Regions from separate parts of the Zea mays genome. Here region 2 is linked to region 1. Evidence: chromatin contacts called from public Hi-C data. All regions are on one chromosome and are shown on one strand. The core of a region is the stretch at or near the end of the contact, and the rest is flanking DNA. Distances in the headings are between cores, read along the strand shown. Region 1 holds the start of LOC100383395. Region 2 holds the start of LOC100383365.

What was found. A called contact is a pair of places that touch in the nucleus more often than the background predicts.
Region 2: a Hi-C map of tassel shows a contact between it and region 1, with 6 times the contacts expected there. The contact joins the promoter of LOC100383365 here to the promoter of LOC100383395 in region 1. A contact is called at or near these places in 4 of 25 Hi-C or Micro-C datasets (bundle sheath, ear, endosperm and 1 more).

What each region holds. Positions count from the first base shown.
Region 1 is chr5:142,501,066-142,507,130 of Zm-B73-REFERENCE-NAM-5.0, forward strand. LOC100383395 reads left to right here and starts at 2,358. Exons shown (of 3, transcript NM_001176050.1): 1 at 2,358-2,544; 2 at 4,064-4,133; 3 at 5,562-6,065. The coding sequence starts at 5,831.
Region 2 is chr5:142,846,661-142,852,243 of Zm-B73-REFERENCE-NAM-5.0, forward strand. It overlaps LOC100383365, which reads left to right and starts at 2,153. Exons shown (of 5, transcript NM_001362071.1): 1 at 2,153-2,949; 2 at 4,272-5,583. The coding sequence starts at 2,790.

The DNA of each region.
Region 1 (6,065 bases), core at 1,108-3,607:
TGGTCTGACCGTGTCGATCTTAATGTCAAAAGGTTTGGCATGAGGTCCAACCATGTTGGACCATGGTCCGGTCGGTATCGATTGGTCTATTGGACAGTTAGGTTGTTACCGAGCAACTGATTACTTTTGGTGCCTTTTGGTTGATAGTTCGGTCGGTACATGTTGTTATCGAGCGACCGATTATTTGTGGTGTCTTTTAGTTGGATAGTATGGTCGGTACCGGTCGCCTTTAGAGACATGATGTATTTTGATTGGTTCAGCTAGTTGTTTTAACTATTTGAAGTCTAAAAAATAAAAAAGATTAAAACCCTAGGATTCAGACGATAATTGGAGGTGCGTGTTTAGTCCATTCACACTCCTTATTCTTTATTCTGCTCGTCTTCCTTTATATCGTAGACTTTAATTTCAGTATGAATTCTATGTAGAGTACGAACTTTCAAACCTTTATGGACATCATCAAGGAAAAATGTGCACAACTTCTCGACACCCCTACTTGTACTGGGGAGGTCCTCTTCGATGACCTTTTTTCCTGTATATTTGTCAGGATGATGTTTCTGCCTGCCCCATTCTCTCACTCAACCTCTAGTTCCATACCCATATCCTCCTCCTATGTATCCCTACCGATTTCCATGATTTGTTTGATGGGAGCAAAAAAACCCTGTCTGAACTTGGACGACAATTATAGCTCTACATCATAGTAAAGAGTGGACTCACCATAGCATATTGATCGTTATAGGGCAAGAGCTCAATGAAATGGGATTGATCTAGCAACAAGTAGCAGCGAGTCCCCACCTACATAGAAAGAAATGTTAAATAAGATCTACAAGACTAGTAAGAGGATTTCTCAAACTAAATTATTTAAGCAATTTAATAATTGATGGATTGTTCCATATCGACATAGACTAAGACAAAAAGGTATGTAGAAATTAGCCTTAAAAAACTAACAAAGCAACTTAAACTAGAGGGGAAAAGGCATAAAAAAGGTGGAGGAGGAAAATGAGAAAAAAAACTTAGTTTATTAGTTATACTAGTCGGATGACTGTGTATTGTTACGGTTTTTATATAACATTAGTAAACTTTATTTTAATAAAACATAAAAATATGTGTATTTTATTGGTTAGATTAGTGTGAATATGGTGTCACAATCAAGTTTTGAACCCCATTTAAGCATAATTTTACCTTATTTTTAGATAAAGCGGGAAGAGGAAGAACGACACACTACGACGATAGTAAACGTGGAACTATATAAACTGATGATTTATATAGTATAGAAAAGATTAATAAAATACGTGTTTTTAATTTTGATGGTTATGTTATATAATTTCTAATTGTTTTTCTTACGTAATTGCATTTGTTTAAATATATAATTAGATGTATTTTTTTTTATTTTAATAAAACAATATAACACCGAGAGCAAGCGCATAGCAGGTGAGGTCAGGTCAGTTTGCGGAGATCAATTGGGAAGGAGGCTGACACGTCGGCCGGGCCGCACTCCCCCACGTTGCAAAACAAAGAGACGGCACCACTCCAGGATGGCGACACGGACGCCGCCGCGACCATCCTTTGCTCACCTGGGCCCCACGCACAACACAATCCGAGGCAGGGCGGCAGCGCGGGTGCGAGTCGCGTCACCCGTGACGGCCCGATTCCGTCCATGTACTAGTGCGCGAGCCATCCGAGTGAGCAATGAGCATACGCGACTGACGTGCGGGGCAAGGTGGTTCGTGGGCCCACGCGTCGGTTGATGGGCGCGACGTGGTAGCGGTGGCGTGAGGTGCGCCGCCGACCGCATAGAGGCATGCGCACTTGCACAGGCGGCCATGGATTCTTCCAAGCGGCTTCGTTTGGTCGAGTCGCCTTTTTCGCTGTAAGATCCTTGCTGGATGTCGGATTTACGGACAAGGACAACAACAGATTCTCTTCTCTTTGGCCTCACGTAGACGTATTGCAGACAGATGCTCCGACAAATACAAGCTTACAATTCTTTACCATCAAACCAAAGTAAAAAAAATATACCATAGAACAACTCAAAATTGTCGTGTTAATCAGCTACTTTCTCTTACAAACCGGCAAAGTTTAGAGAGAGCCAACATATATGATAGTAGAACAAAATATCACTGGCTGTTCACATGTGCCAGATTATCTATTTTTAGTTTCCTTTTTTTATTATTTCAGTGGTTTCCATGAATAGTTTCTGCCCTTTTTATGTTCCGTAAAAGCTTATTCAAAATAAACCGTTGCTGGACTCCGAACAAACTTGGCATCCGCTCTGCCCAAGGAAACGAAAGGGAGGGAGAGCGACTTTTTTTCCATTAAAAAAGCCCCCCGAAGGAATGCTGTAATTGCCCCTCTCTGCTCTGGTTGCCAAGGCAAAGGGCCACACCCTCACCTCAGCATCTCTCTGCTCCACTTCTCCTCGTCCCCGTCCGACATCGCATCGCATCGCATCACCGCCTCTCGCTTTCTGCCCATCAGCCCTCCCTCTCTCTCCTGCGTCTCCGAGGCGCGGACGACGGCGACGACGCGAACGCCCCCGCCGCCTAGGTATCTCCTTCGCCCTCCTCCCCATCCGTCGTGGCGCGCGCCCGCCTCCCTCTCGGTCGGCGTCGTCGTATTTTACCGGCGCCGGCGGTTTCGTTTTCGTCCTCGTATGCGCCAGCGAAGTTTGCGCGAAAATCTCTCTCCTTGTAGTCCCCGCGGGTTCTTCCACGCTCGTTTTCACGAATTTACGATTATTAATTTCAGTTCTTGTCGCGGTGTGGGGGGTGTCCGCTATTTAATCCTTCGCTGGCAGCAAGTTGATCCTTCCCAGCTCCGGCTCAGTGTTCCGGAGAGGTGCAAGGTGGAAGGTTGGTATGGCCTTCTAGTTTATTGTCTTCGTACTGAGCCCACCCTTCGTTTGCCCATGGAGAACTTGAGAGATCGTTCAGTTCTTAGCTCAACCCGTGCCCTTGCGGTTGATGAGGTGCGCACGCGAAACTGGATATACTTGTTAGTGGAGCGGCGTCGCGTCTCTATTTTTTTAAATCTGGAGAATCGTTCTGAGTCAGATCTTTGATGGTGTCTGAGGCTCTGGGTCTAGGTGAGAGGAGTGGAGCCTGAATTGTGCTGCAGCTTCTGTCTCATTTTGGGGTTCATGTCTGCATTGAGGAGATTTTCAACCCGTTGTCTTAGTGAAATCACTCATAATTCCTCTTACCTTGTGACAGAGTCTGCCTCTGAACACTGTGAATTCCCATCCATTGTTTATTTGTGGAGAAGGTGTAGAAGCGCTTCACAAAGTTGCGCTTCATGAAAACAACGATCTTAAACTTATTGACTAGAGAGTTACGTTTATGAACAATATAGTATCTTCAGAAGAAGAATGTATGGTTGGTTTCATCTTGGCTCCCTAATTGGATCACATGTAGTTTAGGTATACAGTAATGTTCCTACGTCTCCTACAATCGAAAGACAGTGGCAGGATCACCTCTACACGCGCATGGTTCGTTCTCTCTGGTCCATCCCTTCTGTTCGTTTGACCCCAAAACTAAGGGAACTGTATGGAGGATTAAATCCCCTGCAAGGCAAAACCCCTCTCAAACCTCTCCAATTCCCTTGATTTTGTAATCAAATGAACACGGCAGGCTGCTTTCCCTTTGCAAGTTCAATGGAGTAAAAAGCTCTGCTCATTTGACTGTTCCTTTCCAGTGAATCTTCTGACCTCCTCTCTCGTAGTTTAAATTATGTTCAATATCTTTCTTTGTAGTTGCTTTTGCTCACGAAAGGCATACGAGAGTACCATTACGCATCATTTGAAATTTTCTTAATGGTTTTATCTGGTGAATTGAAACCAAGTTCCATTTTGCTTGTTGGGATTGAGATGAACCTAGAATATTCTTGCCCTATATTTAATTATATTCTGACTCTAAAAAAATAACACTGACCTATAGACCCACTTCAGATATACTCTAGTCCTTACTTTTTGCAGAGATCCATACAGGTTAATATTATTGTTCCTGATACAAAGTTGCAACCTGTGGCATGCATGATGATATTTTGGCTTCTGCGTTCATTTTTGCAGGCACATTTGCTGGGAATTAGGGCAATCAACGTTTAAGTACATGTGGTCTACTGCTGTTTGATTATTACTGGTAAGACTCGTAAGCTTCAAATTCTGCCACTTTTTATGGCAGGAACTTAGTCCCTACTTAGTATATATGTCGTGCAATGGTTTATGATGCCTGTGGTTTTTGTTTTGTTCTTATCTGGTAGCACTTGGCCACTTGAGTTCCTGTATTTTTTTTGGAAGTTCAAATTATCTGATCTTAGGTGGAATGGATGAAAGATCTAACCATAACGTGCCATCGGTAGTTGATCTTGATGGTAGCCCTTTCTGGGCACCCATGCCTCCTCTTGAACTCCGGTGAGGAAGTAGAGATCGATGGCCAATGGTGGATTTCCCAGTGGCCTTCCTGTCACTTGCATCACCACTTAGATCATATTCTAGGAGGTTTGTTAGGCTAGCGAATCCCCTAGGAACATTGGTTCCATTGGATGTGGACCATCCCTCTTATTGGCACTGTATGATGGGGGGCAGCCATCATCAGTTCAGGGTGCCCTTGATGGTGGCATATACAGGAGCTACATGATTCCCTTGACTAGGCTAGAGCAACAGTCTGTGCATTGGGCCATTCCTATGATCCTATCTCTGAGTCTGATATCATTTTTCAACACAAATAAGCAGTGATTCAACTCTTAGCAGTATGGTCACATGGAACAATTTGTCATACATTTGGAATTCAGTCGTTTAGCTTTGTGCCTTTCTTTATCATAACATCAGCGAAAGGGCCTCTAGCTGAGTTGGTTAGGTGGTCTGAGTAGCACTCCTCAGGTCCTGGGTTCGACTCCCCGTGGGAGCGAATTTCAGGCTGTGGTTAAAAAAATCCCCTCGTCTGTCCCACGCCAAAGCACAGGTCTAAGGCTCAGCCCCGGTCGTGGTCGTTCTCACATGGGCTTCGATGCCGCTGTGTATGGGTGGGGCAGGGGTTCGGGGATTTTTTTGACCTGTGTGAGAAGGTCTTCTTCTTAATACAATACCCGGGGGCTGTCTTACCCCCCGCAGGTCAAGTTTTTTTATCATAACATCACATGCTGAATTTCTTATTTTCAATTTTTAATATAAGATCTTCCAAGTATTTAAACAACACTCTGTTCGTTGTCTCTTGCTCTCTTTTCTGGGCATGATTGAACTCCTCAATTTTGTTAACTCTTTTGGCTATGTAATATGACTTCAGTCCTGACCTTTTATCGTTGAACTCTGGTTGAGCAGTAAGAATTTAAGATTGTGTTTTCACATACAAGATTTTCTCCCTTCTATTCTTGCCAACAACATGTAAGAGTCAACATTGATTACATTTATGGAACTGAATGCACTGTGATACCTGATTTCTTTTCAACTGTATCACTAGTCTCTATTTGTTGCATGTTTCTTACAGTCTTTATACATTATTTTCTTCTCTCCGTAATTATTTTAACTCGATGAGAACAGATCTCATCTGTGTTCTGTTCACTTCCTGCAGAGATTCAATCATTTGGTCAGATGAGAGTTCTGGCTGGGGACTTACAAGTGTAGCACTGTTGTCGGCTTGTGACTAAATAGCATCACTTCACATACAACACTGGATAATGGATCGTAGGGATACTTCAGGGTTTGTTAGTGGAGGATGCAAAAATAATGAAGCCTACTAGTTTCTCTATATCTTCTAACTTGGTAGCTTTATTGACAATTATTTAACCCAGAAGTGAGGCCAGCTGGTACTTCCCATAAAGTTTGGTTACTCTAATAGCAATGGAACCCAGGCATGGGCGTTCAGCATTCACTATAAGTTTCTCAAATCCAAATGGCTTTGCTAATCAGTGCACCGCCATTCCAGCCGTCAGTTATTCAGCGGCTGGTTCTAGCCAACTTGATGTGCTGGCTCCTACTAGAGGTTGCAAGAGAAAGTGGACTGAGTTGGCTCTAGGTCTGGGTGACACATCAAGCTCAGACAGCAGCAAGCAGAGCATGGGTACTGGCTGCACTG
Region 2 (5,583 bases), core at 903-3,402, 350 kb after region 1:
TGCACGAACCAAACTGCATAATCTTTCCACCAACAAACTTCTTCTGCCAGTGAAGACAATAGTTCTTAGCGAAGACCTCAACTAAGGGCTCACCACCATATGTAGATGATGCCCACATAAACTTCGCCAACGCCACCATGGCATTGGGCATAAGCTGGTGAAGTTGGACTTCGAAACGCTGCAGGACTTCGACGACAAATCGATGCACAGGCAATCGAAGACCATCAGTGAAAAACACTTCAAAAACAACCAACTCCCCCTCTGGCTCCGGGACCTCGTTGTCTCCCGGAGCACGCCCCACACCATCTCCAAAATACCCTAAGCGTTGCATTTCATGCACGCGGCCCGAGTAGATCCTCGACCTACCGAATTCCACCGTGTGCTCCGGCAATAGATCCACACCCGTCACTGAATCGCTAACCGTCTTCTCCGAGCACAGCGCGCTCGATGGCGCAGTCGGGGTGGACGACGAGGAGGGAGAAGATGGCATTACGTACCGTGTGCGGCGGCGAGCGATCTGCTTCACATGGGCTAGTTCACCGGCGGCGAGAAACCTCCTCGGCGTGAGCAGCGCAAGAAGGCGTGTAGCAGCTTTTTCAAACTGAACGAACGAGGGTTTCGTGCCGGCGCGTGAAAGTTTTTACCTCATGGGCAGCGTCAGTTTTTATAGACCAGAAAACGCCTCGGGAAACCAAAGGCCCAATAGTAAAAACATCGCATCCCCCAACGATCACATCCCGCAGCAGTCACATTACTAAAACCCCCTCGGGCCACTTCAACATGTGATCGAGGGCAGCGTTTGGCCATCCCATGTAAAAAGACTTCGGGACCAACGTTCGACCATCCCCCTCGGGCCACTTCAATACTGATCCCTCGGGGGTAGTGTTGGAGCGGAGGCCGAACTTGACCTCGATCTCTCTAACGCAACTACGACCAGACATTTCTTACACATGAACATCAAACGAATGGTACTTTGGATTTGACGCCCTTCCATAGGGTAGCGAAGGCGAGGGCCCGCGATAGACGAGAAGGGGGCTCGTTGTAGGCTCAAACGTACACTGAAGGTCTTCTCTCAGACAGCGAACGCCCAGTCCAAGCGAAGGCAAGGACGTGACTTTGCAGAACCAAGGGTGCGACACATGAGTGGAGGCCTCGACAGGCTACTGAGAAACCCATGACTCTGCCCCACAGTCATATGGTCCCACTTGTAAGCTCCTTTGCGGTGTAGATTTTTTAGTGCGCGGAATTACTATACTCTGTCCATTATAATGACCCCGTTAAAAAAATATTTTGGGAATGTAGAAGATAATTGGGTGTATAATAGTATTTGGGGATCCACTATCCCTCTCAATTACCTATGAATACCCCTACCTGTATATGGATGTGCTGCAAGAAAAGAATATCAATTATAAATCTTATGCTGAATTTTCTTGAATAAAATGTACGGTCGGATTCTCAAATCCGATATTCCAAAAGGCAGCCTAAAATTAGCGCATATGGCTGGAACCTGGAACCAATTGATTTGAATCATCTAGATCGACGAATCTTTATATAATGATATGAGCAACAAATCGTGTATATATTGTACTGTTTATAGAGATGATGATAGAGATAAACTAACAACCTTTATAAATTTGTTTCAATGGCAAAACTACCCAGACATGATGAACAATAGAAAAATTCCTCACTCTCCAATTTTAGAGGAGATTTGAATTTCAAAACTAGCCCTAAAGAAAAATAATCCCACTCTAGAGTACGGGTTGGGTGGGGGTTTCACCATCAGGAATGCAACATGCCGCTGCATTGTCGACATTTTACGCAACCTGGCAGCAGGAGAGAAGACTCAGAGGGGGCTGTTTGCGTTGCGTAAGAGCAGAGTGATCTTGACTGTCTCTAGTAGTGTATGAAAAATAGCAGACGTGTAACGGTAGATGGTAAATGATAATGTTTAACATTATTTATAAAGAGAAGTTTAAAATAGATCACGAGAGAGATATAATAGGGATCTGGTGGAGATAACTTTATGTACTGTACCGTGTTGTTGAGCAAAGCCACATTATACCTTTCTTTAAACAACATTTTTACCGTACCCTCTTTATTCAGCATACAACGGCACAACGCCTGACCTCCAGTCCTCTACCTCCTCAGTCACCTTCGCCTCACGCGGTCACACCCTCACCTCGGCGCCCAACACAAAGCCAGAAGGAGGGACACAGCGAGAGGAAAGACCGAAAGACAGCAGCCAAAGTTGGAGGGAGACCCAAGGCAGACGGCAACGAGGCAGTCGCAAAGGAAAGGAGGGAGCTTTGCTGGGCTGGAGTGGTCGAGTGGAGTGGCTCACCGCCTGACCGACTGAGCCAGGGGGGCATTCGGGCGTCCCACCCCGCGCGGGGGTGAGAGAGACAGAGAGGAGAAAAAGCGGCGCCTCATCACGGTCGCCCGCCTGCTCGGCCTCTTCTTCTCCCTCCCCTTCCTGTCTCTGCGTCGCGTTGCGGTTGTGCGCACCTGGTCGTTCTCGGTTTCCTCCCCAGCCGGTCCTCTCGGGCTCCGTTTTCCTTCCGGGCCGCTCTTGGCGCCTTGCTCTCCGGCCTCTTCCTTGCCGGCCACGCCCTTCCTGCGCATTGCTTCTCTGATCCCCGCCGGGCCGCTTCGCGTTCCCTTGATTGACTCCACTCGCCGACTTGTATGCGTCCGTCTCGGCGGCGGCGGTTGGTGCTGTGAGCGACTCGCGGCGGGACGAGGGATTCCGTCGCGCTCAGGCGCCCTCAGGAGCCGACGGCATATTGTGCATGGAGGGTGAGGAGGACAGCTCCGGCTCCGTGGTGCAGCGCCCGCCGCCACCGCAGCAGCAGATACGGGTGGTGCGCTGCCCCAAGTGCGACAAACTTTTGCCGGAGCTGCCCAATTACTCCGTCTACGTCTGCGGCGGTTGCGGCGCCACGCTCCAAGGTAGGTGCACGGTGCACCCCCCCACCTTTTTCGTCTGCAATCACTCCCTTCCCTACTTCTCTCCTGTTCTTATTGGGCATCCTTGTCTTCGTGGTAGTCTACTATCTCTACTCAATCCACCTGCATTTTTTGTTGCATTAGATCAGCAATCTAATTTCACACTAATCGGCCACAACAAGAGATTCTTCTCGACAATCACATGGTTACTCTTTGAAATTGCCTCGTGGGGACTGCTGCTGCTGGGTTGGGCGGTTTCCTGGGACGCGGATATGACCAGCTCGTTTCGTCCTCTTCTGAGTTCCGAAAGATTCCATTTTTCTCCGCATGTTTCTTATAGTTTCTACGCAATCCAGTGTAGTGTCTCTTTTCTTTTGGTCCCCATTATTGTGAAATGCTCGTTTCCTTCTTTGAGGACTCCCTTGTTGTATTCGCAACTTCCTCCGGATTTGCCGTCGATCCTGCCACACTTGGTACGATGGCACAGTAAAAGCACTTCTGTCTTTGGTGAACCCAATTCTGTTTTCGCAGTAATTTGGAGCCAAACCTTGTTTCTTCACAGCCTGCAGTCAAAAAGTTTCAGTAATTCGTACGCAGCCCCACTCCTGTTGTTTTTATTAAAATTACAGAAGTTATCTTCTGGGACATTCCCCTTGATGCAAGTTTTTGCTGGTTATATTTGCATGCGTTGAACAAGGGTTGCTCATTTTAAAATCTGGTAGATTGTAACCTTGTTTAAACATGTTGATTTTATAACTTCTTATGACTCAGAGCATGGATCATTTCTGGGGAGTCATCTCGGCTTGTGGTCCCCAAACTGGGAAAAACTTAAACCCATTGGATTTTCTAGATCTTCACTATGATTGTCACTTCGACATATTTCTTTGGATTGGACACATAAAATGGCTGTGGCTAGCAACAGAGAGTGCCTAGTTTCTTTTTTGAAAGAGTCTCCATTCATTTTAACATCTGGAAATAATTGGAACATTCTATTTAAACTGGTCCACTTACAGTTCTGTATTCTCTCTTTAATTCCCTGTTAACATTCTCCAATGTTTGGTCGTGTGTTTGCTGTTGCACTAATGTCACCTTAGGATACTCAGTGTTGACTGTTGACTGACAGAATTTGTTGTGGACGTGGCTGTAATTCTGTGCAAAATCTTGGAACCTCGGTTACTCATTCTTTGTTTTGAATACGTGTGTTCTTTGTATATATTCTGATATTTTCATTGTTTAGCTGATTGTTTCTGTATGTTTTTATCCAAAAAAATGTTTCCTGTATGTTTATTCTCATGTTCACATTTTCCCCCGTTAACCATTTGCAGCAAAGAAGAGCTCAGGATCTGATACTTCTTCAGATAAGTCTGATACTGAGCATGTGAAGTACCTTGAAGTGCTTGAGAGTTTACCAGATAAGAAAGGAGCAGCATCTGAAGCTAGCTGTGCTGTTCGAGAAGCAGACACCAACAAGATCGAAGCTAGGTCAGAAGAGAGATTTGCACCCAACAGAATGGTGGCGGCTGCACATAGCCAATCTGGATTCAGTTTCGATGATAACCATGCTACTTGTGCACCCAACTGCACCATGAAACTTGAACCTGCACTTAGAGATGACAGCAGGGAAGTTAAGGAGGCAAAATACCGCCGCATTCGTCTTGAAGAGAAAGGAGAAGCAAAGCAGCCAGCGAGGGCAAGTGACAGATCACCAAGGCCTGTGGTTAGCAACATCCCTTCTAATGCTTACCCTTTAGAAGGGCCATCTGAGTGTCATAAAAAACCAGGATTCATATATGCTAGCGGTGAGAAGGGACATCTGAGTGACAAGAATTTAGATGTTCCTAGCACCAGAGCCGGTGGCCTTGAGAAAGACCGTACTGAGCTTCTGCGGATGCTCGATGAGTTGAGGGACCAGGTACAGAGATCCTACGAGATTGCTGACAAGTCAAGTGTGAATGCTTCAACAAATAGAATGGTGGATCCTGCAAGCTCCTACAATCCTCATGAGCGTCTGAGTCGATTGCGGTATGGTTCACCTCAGTTGCAGCGTAATGGTTCTCAGTGCTCACCTTCTTTGAATGGACAGGCACCTGTTGTTCCTCCTGCTTATCCTTCAGTATCTGTACAGCAAGATCTCCATGGATACGGACAATCTGTTGCACATATGGGAGCTCCTATTTACCCAGCCGCCCCTTATCCATGGAGAAACTTCGATAACTATTTCCATGGACAGTATGATCCTGACCCTCTGATCTCTTATCACCATGACGGCTTCTACCATCAGCCTGCTTGCTCTTGCTTACATTGTTACCATCGTGAATTATTACCTGTTCATGGGGCTCCACTGGGTTTCAACCATCGCAGGGCACCATATCTTATGAACAACCCTGTAGAAGGCCCGGTGGTGTTTGGTGCACAGAACTACAATCCAAGAGGTATTAATGGTCTGATGCGACACAATCATCTGAGGGACACCCTGAGTAAAAAACCTGCACAGACTTGTGAACCAATTGCCAATGGTGCCCCTTTTACCATATGCTACAATTGCTATGAAGTACTGCATCTTCCCAAGAATTCTCTCATGCTGGGAAAAGATGAGTACAAGCTGCGCTGTGGGTCATGTTCACATGCAATTGTGGT